4 separate regions of the Mus musculus genome follow, and regions 2, 3 and 4 are each linked to region 1. The links are chromatin contacts, called in public ChIA-PET, HiChIP or PLAC-seq and promoter capture Hi-C maps. All regions are on one chromosome and are shown on one strand. Each heading gives the region's core, a stretch centred on a gene start, on an enhancer-like site or on the middle of the called end of the contact. The rest is flanking DNA. Distances are from core to core; before and after follow the strand shown. Region 1 holds the start of Acsl6 (acyl-CoA synthetase long-chain family member 6). Region 2 holds the start of Pdlim4 (PDZ and LIM domain 4). Region 3 overlaps Fnip1 (folliculin interacting protein 1). Region 4 overlaps Fnip1 (folliculin interacting protein 1).

Region 1 (2,769 bases), core at 194-2,693:
TCACTGTGTACAGATAGAACAGTGTACAGATGATAGAAAGACCAGAGCATCCGAGAAGGGGATGGATCTTTTCATCCTAACTATAATGTGAAATGGATATTGACAGAATGCAGAAGGAAGGCACAAGAAGGAAAAGGCCCTACAGTGCATATGATCAGAAATTGCAATGGGATAAACCCTGCTTATGGCTTCATTATATTTAAAAAATGTGTGATGATATTCTGGCCAACTCCCTAGGCCAGTCTGACTTGAAACCATCTATGCCCTCTCCCAAGCCTAGAAGTGTCCCCTGACGGGGTCTCCACCTGAGCAGGCAGGCCTTCAATTAGTTCGCTACTGCTGCTGGGAATGCAGGAGGGATTTCTGATTGCTGTGTCACCCACTGGGAACAATCCTGCCACATCACCTCCATGATCCTCTCATAGAGGTGTCTGCCAAGTTTAAGATTCCAGCAAAACCCTTGCCAGGAAGAGACTGGCTTCAAGCAAGAGCAGCCCTCCCAAGACCCGGTTCCTGTAATGGGAAAGAATGGTCTATTGTAGAGACTCACTGTAGATGTTTCTGCAGACTGTACATCTCTAAGGTTCACAGAGATAGGCCAAGAGACACATACCAAACTAAAGATGCAGGACCACCCCCTCCCCAACACATAGAGAGACACACAGATAAACACAGACACACAGATAAACACATACAGATACACACACAAAGAAATTGAAGCCTAGATATGAGTTCAAGTGCACAGAGAGCATCCAATCTCACCTATCCACCCCTTGCTTTCTGATCTCTAATGTCTGGTTTCTCTCCCTCTTACTCCTGGTATGGGTCCTTGTCTTAACCAGTGCCTGACCAAGGTCTGTGCTGCTTGAGCGCTGTCCTCGGTGCTGGAAGCCTAATGAGTCCTGAATGCTTGAAGAACGAGGGGACCTTGGTGAAATCCACTTGAAGATGTCCATCGAGGCCCCATCAGAATACCTACCTTTATTATTTTAGAAAATCACAGAGCCAGGCTTCCTCCTTTTGTTCCCAGACAAAGGGATTGCAACTCTTCAGCTCACTCTTCAGCTCAGCAATGAGACCACCAACAACCTAGTGACCGTATGACCATTTATCACAGCTAAGAGGAACTTGAGCTCTTATGTACCACACATATGCATCACTGCCTGTGTCCTTGGGAGACACCTGTGATTCCATGTGGCTGCCTGTGTCTTCATGAGACATGCCTGGGGACATGGCAGCTGGTGAGTCTTCCCGTGACCTTGTGTGGCCTCCAACCTGACCTTGAGCATTCTTATTAAGTGTGGGTATTATCCAATCTAGCCTCACCTTGATGCCCCCCCCCCCCCCCCCGCCCCATCACTCCCTTCCCTCTTGGGTTTGCAGATGTGGCTCCCAGCAACTACAAAATCAGGTCCTAGGGGGCGTCTGACTCAGCCAGGAACCGGCACTTCAGCATGTGCACTTTCTGGGACAGAAGCCCTGGACCCCCGCTGCCATTTGAGCCTGCCTAGCCATAAAACCTTGGAGGCCGGTCGTGTGGAGGTAGGGTCGTTCATGGGTGGAGGCACGGTGAGGTAGGAGCGGCAGTGAGCCCGTGAGCCCCTTCCTCCAGCCCGTTTCCCCCAGAACGTTGCGGGGCGGGCGGCCCAGCCCCTCCCCCAGTCGGGCTCGGCAGTTCGGATGCCGCTGTCTCTTTGCCCAGGAGTCCCGGCGCGCTGCGGGGCTGGGAGTCGGGTTCCGTGAGGAGCGCGCGCTGCGCCCTCCCCCTCCCGCCGGGTCTCCGCAGCGGCGCGGGGAGGCGGGGGCTAAAAATACCCGGCGGCGGCGGCAGCGGCGGTGGCTCTGGGGCTGCGGGGCTGCGGGCCTGGGAAGCAGTGCGGGCCGGGCTGGGCCGGCTCACCGACATGCTGACCTTCTTCTTGGTGTCGGGGGGTTCTCTCTGGCTGTTTGCCGGTAAGTCCCGGTCCGATCCTGACCACCATTTCCGGGAAGCTGTAGTATCTCGGCCCAGGGTGCGGGTGTGACATCTCCACCTTGCGGAGCCCTCTGCTGCGGCTGCTGAATTGTCCCTTCAAGGTCCCCGAGGCGCCCCCCAATTCTGGTGGGGGTCCATGGGCAGCGTTGGGGAAGCAGCTGGGTCAGCCCGGAGGAAGGGCCTTACTAGCTGAGACCCCCATAACCCCCCTTCCGTTCTCAAGCTCCTTTCTCCTTGTGGTGAGAACCGGTGATCAGATTAGGCCCCGTGCCAAGGGAAGGGCAGACTTTTTGTGTCTGTGTCCATCTCTAGAGACCAAAATCCAAGTTATGTTGCCCCCACCACCACCACCAAGGTCCCTTGGTGAATTGTACGGCAGAGCTGACCTGGGTTTCCTGATCCAGCCAGAAACCTTTCTCACTAGCGGTCCCTGCTGCCCTTTAGCCAGAGGACAAGACTGGTTACTTGCCCCTTAGCTCTGCCCAAGGCTGTACCCTGGCTTCCCCCCTGCCTCACCCCTTTCCCTCCCTCATCCTTGCACCCTCTTTCTTAGGAAGCTACAGGACTCCTGATAAATCTCTGCATAGTACTTTCCCCAGATTCCTACACCCATACCTGTACTCTCCCAACAGGCCCACCCCTTACCAATACTACTTCTCAGCACTGGCCTCTCCCCTCTCCAAGCCTCCGGCTAATACCTCTAAAGGGTTTCCAGCCCCACCTCGGCCCCAGCTCTGTGCAGAATCTCTAAACCTGATAATGTACGTGAAAATGCTTGGCCTAGCCCAGGCCAA
Region 2 (2,769 bases), core at 169-2,668, 230 kb before region 1:
GGCCTAACACCCTCACCGTTCTTTCTTTGTAGATACACAGACCCACCAGGCAGACATAGATGCTCTGCCCCCCCCCCCCCACTTCCCACCCCCAGCGGGGATCTCTAGGGAGAACAAGGAGATGAAAGTCACAGGGATGTGCTGAAGGCATACCTCACTTGGCCCCAGGGACCTAGTGGTAAAGACAGATGTTGGAAGCCTCCTAGGACAGCTGGTCCTGCCTGTCACCCAGGCCCCCATATAGAGGATTCCACAATTCCACACCCACCCAGTGACTACCTCTTCCCAAGAACTGAAAAAGAAATCTCGAAAGCTTAGCCCAGCCTTCAGGGCCAGAAGAAGCAGCAAAGTGGTTCTCCAGTCCCCCGACACACTTCCCCAAAGACTCAAGCAGCCTCTGTGGGGTGAAGGGATGTCCACATCTGTCCCCTCCTTCTGGACCCAGAGCCACTAAGGGCAGAGCCTGGGTTCTCTTCTCTTTTGGCTCCAAGGCTGGGGAATCCCTGCCTCAGGCCGGAGCTCCTCCCTGCTCTATCTTCAGACCAACTCCCTCTCCAGGGCTGTGCCCCCTCCTCTTTGCCTCTGCCTTAGATCTAGGAGCAGGGTATGATCCTGGGACCCGTGGGGAACTGGGCTGAGGCTGTCCTGGTCCATGGCTTTGTGTTGGTTTGTAAGGAGGGGGAACCATGCCTCATTGTCTCCCCCTTGCCTGGAAGCTAACAGTCCCTCTTGGTCACTTCCCCCAGAGTGACTGAGGCCAGAGAGGAGAAACTGAAGTTCAGAGTGGGGAAGTGGGTGGACTTCCGAGGACAGCAAGACCCTCCTAAGGCCACCCGGACCTTTAACAGGGGAAGTGGGTTTTCAGTTACTTTGCCCCAAAACTTCAGGCAGGGTTGGATCTGAGGAGTTTCTGGGCCTCTGTAGAGCTGTCCAGACTCCTGGCCCATGTCTGAGGGTTCTTCCCTGGCCCACAGCAACTTCCCCTAAAGAAACTTAGCAGCGGGAAGTTGGTGTATGAACTCTTGGGGATTCTCACCACCAAACGGGGCAGGCAGGCTGTGCGGGAAGCGGGGTGGGACTGTGTTGCCCTGCTGGAACCCCCCTTCACATTATGTGGGTCACCAAGACCAACACTCTGCTTTCAAGCTTTCGACACGTCGAGGATCTGGGTCCTGGGTCTACTACAAGGACAAGGTCTAAGCCCCGGGACTACCCCGCTGCCCCGCGGGGGTCGGACTCACCCGCGAGATGGTGAGGGGAGCACTGAAGTCCCGGCCGCCCACCAGGCGGAAGCCCCAGGGTGAAGGGCCGCGCAGGGTCACCGAGTGGGTCATCGCGGGCCGGAGCTGCAGCCAGAGCTGGAGCCGGACACGGAGGAGTCGCCGCCGCTGTTGCCGCCGCCTGGCCGCCGCGCCCCGCCCCCGGGCTGCCCGCCCCCGATCCCCCCTCCGTTCGTGCCCGCGCCCCGCGCGCACACCGATTGGTCCCGCGGACTCCCGACCCTCCCACTTTGGGGGCTCCGAGGACCCGCCCCTCACTTTCCCAGGCTAAACCCCGCACCCCCCACCCGCTTATTGAAGCCCCCAGAATAGGGTCCGCTTGGATGTCTGAGTTCTGCCTGGCTGAGGAGCCGAGCAGGCTGTGGAAACTCAGACACTAGGCACCGGCCCTTTGAAGTCGCTTTTACGGGCCGGTGCTCTAGCCCGGGGAGGGATGCAGGACTGCGGTGGCTCTGATGGGGGATGGGGCCGTGCCTTGTTCCCAAACCACTTCCACGTTCTGGCGGGCCAACCTGCCTCCCCACCTTTCAGCGCATGGAACCCTCTGAACACCGGCACACTTAGAACCTTGGGCTTGAGAAGCCCTGGACTAGGGACACAGACCCAAGACAGCAGCAGGCCATGGATCTATTTGGTGGGCTACGGGGGGCGTGGGTGCAGTAGAAATAGAAAGGTGCCCAAACTAGTTTGCAAAGGCAAAGCTGATCTCCTAGAGGAGTTGACCTTTTTCTGGCATCTAGAAGCAAGGCGCATGTTTTTTTTTTCCAGGTACCCCACCCCCCACCCTCGGCTTCTTGGGCCTTGTCTTGTTTCCATCTCCCTTCAGGTCATCTTGTCTGCCAGGGGTGTTGTATCTCTTAGCTTTCTGGAAAGGAGAGCAGGCTGGAGCAGTGCCTGTCTCCCAGTGGAGGAGCAGAAGTATTTGGAGCTCGCCCCCACCCCACTCTCCAGGGCTCCTCTCTTCCCCAAGTCTTCACTTCCAACCACTGTGTGCCCGGATGTCCTTTAACAGCTTCTGGAGGTACAATGGTTTGGCCAGACTACTCTCTGGGTACCTCAGTCTGACCACATCAGCCATCAATTGCTTCTCCATACCCAGAGGAGGCAAGATCCTAGTTAGTCAATATTCTTGGCAACCCTGTGTTCTCTCTTACCCTGTTGTGACATGTGACACGTGAGTGACTCGGACTGTGTGTGTGTGATGCTGATGCTCACAGGGTAAGAGATGAGAGGGACCACTGAATCTCCTACATCTGGAAAAGAGAAGAACTGTCAGAGAGCTACAATGTAGGGGTGTCTGTCCTGATGTCTTCCTGGTGACAAAGAGTAGGACAACTTGAGAGGTACCAAGTAGGAGATCCCAGGCCGCTTGAGAGGTACCAAGTAGGAGGTCCCAGGCCGGGATGTCCTCCTGGTAGGGAGGGTGCTGCTATCCCCTCAGGTGGGAGAGGAGTGACATGGATTGAGTGTGTGACACGGATGCATGCTT
Region 3 (2,769 bases), core at 111-2,610, 190 kb after region 1:
CACACAGAGATACATACATAAAAACAGGCTGTTTTGTGCTGCCTGACATGGATGCTGAGAACTAAACTTGGGTCCTCTGGAAAAATATTAAGTTCTCATAAAGACTGAACCATCTCTCCAGCACTACTATTTTTAATCTCCACAAACTTAATAGCTATAAATACCTTCCATAAGTGGAATCATGAAGTACTTATCCTTTTATAGCTGGCTTTTTTTGTTTAGTGTGTCTTTGAAGTTCACCCATGTTGTAGCATATATATATGAAAATCATATTTATAGCTAAATAACATTACACTAGAAGTACATTTGGGGGGCTGGAGGAATGGTGTTTGCTATGTAAGCATGAGAATTTGTGTTCAGATCCCCAGCATACTACCCATGTAAAGATTCAGGTGCACCTCTCTTATCCTATCACTGGGGAAGGAGAAGCAGAAGGGTTCCTGAAGATTGCTGGCCAGAACATTTAGCTGAATTGATGAGCTTGAGGCTCAGTGAAGAGACCTCATCTCAGAAAATAAAGTGGAGAATCATTAGGAAGATGTCCAGTGTCAACCTCTGACCTTTACATCCATACCTACATGTGTACATATGAGCCAATGCACACATAGATACATACCTTTTCTCTATTTGTTTGCGAATACATAGATGTTTCTTTTTTAGCTGCTGTGAACAACAATGCTATGAACATGGGTATATAAACATTAGTTTCAGTCTGAGCCTTATATCCTTTTGGGTATATGCCCAGAAGTGGGTTTACTGAGTCATATAGTCAGTCTGTTTTTAATTTTTAAGGAACTGCCTGCCATATAGTGACTGTATGATTTCACATTCACAGCAACAATGTCAAGACAGTTCTGAAATCATTGTATGTTCACCAACACATGATTTTCTGTTTTTAGTTATGTGTATGGAAGCCCTTAACTTCCTTTATATGAGGCATTGTGCCACTGAGTTGCACTCTGCCACTAAGCCACATTCTCAGTCCCACCCCTTAGTAATTTCCATCCTAATGAAACTGGAGTGAGTCACAAATGCTTTTTGGTCATTCATACATCATCTTTAGAGGAGTATATATTCAACTCTTTGTTCCAGCATGCTTATTTTATTGTTGTTGTTGATGAGTTAGGAGACATCTTTGAATATTCTGGGTATTCATTCCTTACTAGATACATGATTTGCACATATTTTCTGCCATTCTCTAGATTGTGTTTGCCAGCTGTTGATGATGATGTGCTTTGATACATTTTTTTTTTGCATCATCCAGTTCTATGTGGGTGTTGCCTGTGACATTTATGTTCTATCCAGGAAATCATTGCCAAAGTCAGTACTCTGAAGACTTTGCTTTCTTTGGAGAGTTCTGTGGTTAAGCGCTTCCCTTCTTGTCCCACGTGGTTTAGTGCTCTAATTTTTCATGACTCAGGCTGGGCAGCTTGCTCAGCCTCAAGATTTTCTTCCTTTAGCTTTTGCTAAAGTACAGCTGTAGGTTCAGAAACTTCATGTTTCCGCGTTTATTTCACTTGTTCTCTTTTATCTTAAAATTCAGATATTTTTAGCTTATTTTTTGAATTGGAGTTATCTGCTTCTTTAAGACTTCTAGTAAGAAGCAAGATTCAACCATTTCCAACTTGATTCTAGTAAAGTTTCTTCAAAAAAAAAAAGAAAAATAGATTTCTTAGAAAGGTAGCCATTATAACATTGTAAATTTATATTTAATTTCATAAAACAACAGAAGAGCTTTTATTCACCTACATTGAATTAGCAAGGAAATAAACTATTGATGTTTTAAACAAAAACATTTATTTTTAAGGTCTGTAGAAGAAAGCTTTAATCTGTCAGATGAAAGTTGTGGCCCTAATCCAGGAATTGTGAGGAAAAAGAAGATTGCAATTGGGGTAATCTTTTCATTATCCAAAGATGAAGATGAAAATAACAAATTCAATGAATTCTTTTTTTCACATTTTCCTCTCTTTGAAAGCCACATGAACAAATTAAAAAGTGCAATAGAACAGGTAAGTGTAGTACTTTGTATTTTATTTTTATCTTTTACTTTGCATTCTTTTTAATAAGAATTGTGTTTATTCATTTGGCAAAAATTTGGTAGGTGTCTTGAACTTACTTTACAATCTGCTCCAGGAGCTGCAAACAGATGCAGTGTTGTTAGAGGAGTTTCCTGTTTTAGTCAAAGGCCTCAGACAGTTTATTCATTAAGAAACTAAATCCTTAAGAGGCTACAGAACAATTGTAGCAACCAACTGAAGGGAAGTGCACAGGCACTCCTGAGTTTTCCTAAGCTAGCAGGGAGTGAGTAGGATAGTGAATACCTGTGCATTTGAGGTGCTGGAAGTGCTTTGAAGTGAAGTAGAGCAGTGTTTTTTTTTGTTGTTGTTGTTGTTTGTTTTTTGTTTGTTTGTTTGTTTTTTTAAATTCCTTTATCTTCCCATGGTTTTAGAATTAAGAGAACGATCATTAATGGACATAAGGTAGTAAAAGCATGGAGCTGATTTATTAAATAGGAAGAAAAGAGCCTCCAGACACTTTAACAGGTCAGGTCTGGAAACACGGTAGGCACAATGAAATAGAAAAGGACCAGTTGCTCGGCTAAGAGGAAAGTACTTTTGGAGGAAGCCAATGGGAAAGTGTTTTAAGAGGGATTAATTGTTATGTCAGATGCTTCTGATAGTATATGAAACAAATGTCTAAGCTTAGAAAATTGCAAAATACAGGAAAAAAACTAAAGATAGATAAAAATGAACAATTGGAGGTTTGGTT
Region 4 (2,769 bases), core at 199-2,698, 160 kb after region 1:
GAAGTCCTCTTTTTACTTGCTGTCACTTTTGTTATCCTTTAAATTTTGGGTCTCATTTTGTAGCCCAAGCTGGACACAAATTTGCGACTCAGCTTGGTCTTCAATCTAATTGTCCCTTTGCTTTCTCACTTTTTAAGTCCTATACCTTAGTTCAGACAACCCACCTCATATATGCTTCTTGCTTTTCAGATAAAACAAAAATGACCACCTTCAAATAACTATTTTGTTCCTTCAACCATGTACATCTGTAGTAATTTTCCTTTGTAGGTCATTTTCCTTGACCTCATTAAATATATTATATAGTTCATTAGGAACTTTCCTGCTTAGAATGCTTTGTTGTGACTTTTCTGGAACATTGATTTGCCAGTTTCTCTAGCTACATTTAAGTTATTTTTCTATTCTTTCTCTTAATTTAGAAATGTAAACCTTAAAAATGTTTGTTTCCCCTTTATATATTCCTGCACATTTCATATCTGCATACCTTTGTCTTTTAAGAGAAAAGCCTCATAATCTTACCTGTTCTGGCTGCCTAGGTGACCATAGGTCTTAGTTCAAGATAATCCCAGTTTCTTCCTGACTACATAGATACACATACATACATACATACCTTTTAATTCCAAACCATGCCGTTTAAATGGTGAGTTAAATCACCCATGGTTCTTGGGTCATCATCTTTCACAGAGGATCTGCTTAGAATCCTAAATACTTGGTGCCCTTCTTCTTAGCCCTTTTTGTTCACTGTTACTTGACTATCCCCCCTATCCACTGATAACCCCACCAAATGGCTGAGTTGGTCTTTATAAAATTTAGCCTTTGTGTAACACTTGGTTCTGTGCACTGCTGCCTTCCTTGTCTTCCTTGACATTTGAAAGCAATGTACTGTGAGGTTTTCTTCCTCTCTGGTGGCCTGTCTGTACTGATCGTTATCCTCACTGTCTTTTTAGCACCTTGACCATTATGCCTCCGTTCTTCTCTTAGCTCAGAGTCTCACTATTTTCTAATTTAGGCTCCAGTATGCATAGTTTCTGCTGTATTCTTGCAGTTTTCTGCTCCATCTTCAGCGTTTTTCTTTTTCTCCCATTTGTTTGTCAAAATCCTTTACCCTGTCTCTGCCTGATTCAAAGTCAAACACCCTGAGAGCTTTCTAGAAAGAGCAAGGCAGTTTGTGGCCAATCATAGTCTCAATAATTGTCAGCTGTGTGTAGGCTTAGAGCATCGCTCAAAAGTCTTACTGTTCCTAATCAACACTTCTTCCCAGAGAACACCATGCTCCTTTTTACCCTCCTCTCTTCCCAGTCTAATGCAAGAGTTATTTTTATTCTTCACTTGGTACTTGCCAAAGGCTGAGAAGCCAGTTCTTGAGCTAATTCTTTAGTTTTCACTTCACTACTTCCTCAAAGGCCTGCAATTTCCTCTCTACCTCGAACTGCCTCAGAGTGTAAACACATCCACATATTTCCTCTTAGTAACAAAATACCCATCACTCTTGGCTTTCAATGCCTTTCCTTTCTTGACAGTTGACTTTTTCCCCCCTTCAGTTCTGTGAAATCTTACTCCTTAAAACTTTCCTCACTTTGATCACCAATGATGTTTCTGAAAGTGGTGAATGCTTTTTAGTTTCTGAGGTTATACTCCTTCCTTAGAACATTTCAGTCGGTTCCATGAAACCACTTCTTGATTTTCAACCTAAGTTGGTCTGTTCTCTATAGTTTTATAAGTACCTTCCTGTGTTATGCAAGTCAGTGTTGTCTTAAGGATAGATATCTGCTTGAGCTTGGTATGTAGGGTCACACTTCTATCAGTTTTCAACAGCAACATTATTCTTTTAAATTGTGACACTTAATGCACAAATAAAGGTCTGTAAAACAAATGCAGTATGTTTTTTTCCAAATATTTTTTGTGAACTGAAAAATGTACTTCAGCAATGTCTTGATGAGATGGAATTAGCCTCGATCCACCCAGCATGCCCCTTCCTGGTGTTCTTTGATGCATCCTTGTCCTTTGAGGTAAGCACTTTGCACACTTTAGGGCTGTCAGTGTCCTCCTCTTCCCTTCACTGTCTTGTCCACTTTTTCCACTTCCTTTCCTGAGTACATTGAGAGTAAGTAGCAGGCTGGGCAGTGACTAGAGAGTTGCTTGCAGCTTACTATTCTTTCTTTTTCTGCAATTTTAAATTCTTAGACTGAAACTTGCTAGGTTTTAACATTTATTTAAATGAAAATGCAGTAGCTTTTTGTGTGCCTGTTTTACTCATAATCTCTGTTTTGACCTATTGCAAACCTGTTTCTATTTTTGTACTTTTGTGTTGAAGAAAAAATAAAATGACTTAATCTTATGTCATCTCTCCATGAGACCAACATATTTTTATTAGTAATTTGTGCTTATATTTAACCTTTATATATGTTAGCCTTTTATATAAGTTGACTATCTTATATGTTGATAGTAGCTAATTGTTTTTTTAAATTGTACCCTTATTTTTAATTTAAAAATCAGACCTATATAATTATTTAAAGCCTTGACCCACATAGTAGCATTTTACATAAAGATTAGTTGTATATTCTTCTGTAATAATACAGCTTCTGGGTCTGTCAGATAAGATTTTGGTTATAAGAATATATGTGGCATATTTATTAAAATAACTCAAATGAATCCTTTTTTTTTTTCCCAAGTTGGCCCTTGCCAGAATTTGACCCAAGTCAGATTCGACTGATCGTATATCAAGACTGTGAAAGACGAGGGAGAAATGTATTGTTTGACTCCAGTGTTAAG

What was found. Promoter capture Hi-C pulls out the DNA fragments that hold promoters and counts their contacts. ChIA-PET counts read pairs in DNA pulled down with a chosen protein or histone mark. HiChIP or PLAC-seq counts read pairs in DNA pulled down with a chosen protein or histone mark.
Region 2: a contact with region 1 is called in an HNF4G HiChIP or PLAC-seq map of pancreatic cancer cells. The contact joins the promoter of Pdlim4 here to the promoter of Acsl6 in region 1. A contact is called at or near these places in 1 of 39 promoter capture datasets (the C10 cell line), 1 of 484 Hi-C or Micro-C datasets (nephron progenitors), 7 of 115 datasets of contacts at active chromatin or transcription factors (bone marrow-derived macrophages, embryonic forebrain, embryonic stem cells and 2 more) and 3 of 9 other capture datasets (liver, macrophages and pancreatic islet).
Region 3: a contact with region 1 is called in a promoter capture Hi-C map of hematopoietic stem and progenitor cells, with 2.9 times the contacts expected there. The contact joins the enhancer-like site here to the promoter of Acsl6 in region 1. A contact is called at or near these places in 8 of 39 promoter capture datasets (the 3T3-L1 cell line, the C10 cell line, hematopoietic stem and progenitor cells and 3 more), 4 of 15 datasets of contacts at CTCF or cohesin (the NIH/3T3 cell line, large pre-B cells, pro-B cells and 1 more), 95 of 484 Hi-C or Micro-C datasets (the AML12 cell line, B cells, the C2C12 cell line and 50 more), 13 of 115 datasets of contacts at active chromatin or transcription factors (CD8 T cells, Th17 cells, effector CD8 T cells and 5 more) and 3 of 9 other capture datasets (adipose tissue, embryonic stem cells and macrophages).
Region 4: a contact with region 1 is called in an RNA polymerase II ChIA-PET map of memory CD8 T cells, with 21 read pairs. The contact joins the enhancer-like site here to the promoter of Acsl6 in region 1. A contact is called at or near these places in 2 of 39 promoter capture datasets (the C10 cell line and hippocampal neurons), 4 of 15 datasets of contacts at CTCF or cohesin (the NIH/3T3 cell line, large pre-B cells, pro-B cells and 1 more), 65 of 484 Hi-C or Micro-C datasets (the AML12 cell line, B cells, the C2C12 cell line and 39 more), 10 of 115 datasets of contacts at active chromatin or transcription factors (CD8 T cells, effector CD8 T cells, embryonic stem cells and 4 more) and 5 of 9 other capture datasets (adipose tissue, embryonic stem cells, liver and 2 more).

Annotation. Positions count from the first base shown.
Region 1 is chr11:54,302,381-54,305,149 of GRCm38.p6, forward strand. It overlaps Acsl6 (acyl-CoA synthetase long-chain family member 6), which reads left to right and starts at 1,444. Exons shown (of 21, transcript NM_001033598.1): 1 at 1,444-1,542. It overlaps Gm51861 (a long non-coding RNA gene), which reads right to left and starts at 1,321. Exons shown (of 3, transcript XR_003949553.1): 1 at 980-1,321.
Region 2 is chr11:54,067,599-54,070,367 of GRCm38.p6, forward strand. It overlaps Pdlim4 (PDZ and LIM domain 4), which reads right to left and starts at 1,419. Exons shown (of 7, transcript NM_019417.3): 1 at 1,242-1,419. The coding sequence starts at 1,334.
Region 3 is chr11:54,491,386-54,494,154 of GRCm38.p6, forward strand. Fnip1 (folliculin interacting protein 1) reads left to right here. Exons shown (of 18, transcript NM_173753.4): 10 at 1,808-2,009. Among named protein-coding and RNA genes, the nearest start is that of Rapgef6, 30 kb to the right of the region's middle. Within about 2 kb of position 1,361, at least 102 of the 459 cell types and tissues checked have an H3K27ac peak or open chromatin away from gene starts, as enhancers often do. A contact at or near this core is called in the C2C12 cell line, CD8 T cells, ECoMG myeloid progenitors and 18 more, where this site is marked.
Region 4 is chr11:54,463,418-54,466,186 of GRCm38.p6, forward strand. Fnip1 (folliculin interacting protein 1) reads left to right here. Exons shown (of 18, transcript NM_173753.4): 2 at 2,670-2,769. Among named protein-coding and RNA genes, the nearest start is that of Fnip1, 27 kb to the left of the region's middle. Within about 2 kb of position 1,449, at least 74 of the 459 cell types and tissues checked have an H3K27ac peak or open chromatin away from gene starts, as enhancers often do. A contact at or near this core is called in B cells, CD8 T cells, LSK cells and 15 more, where this site is marked.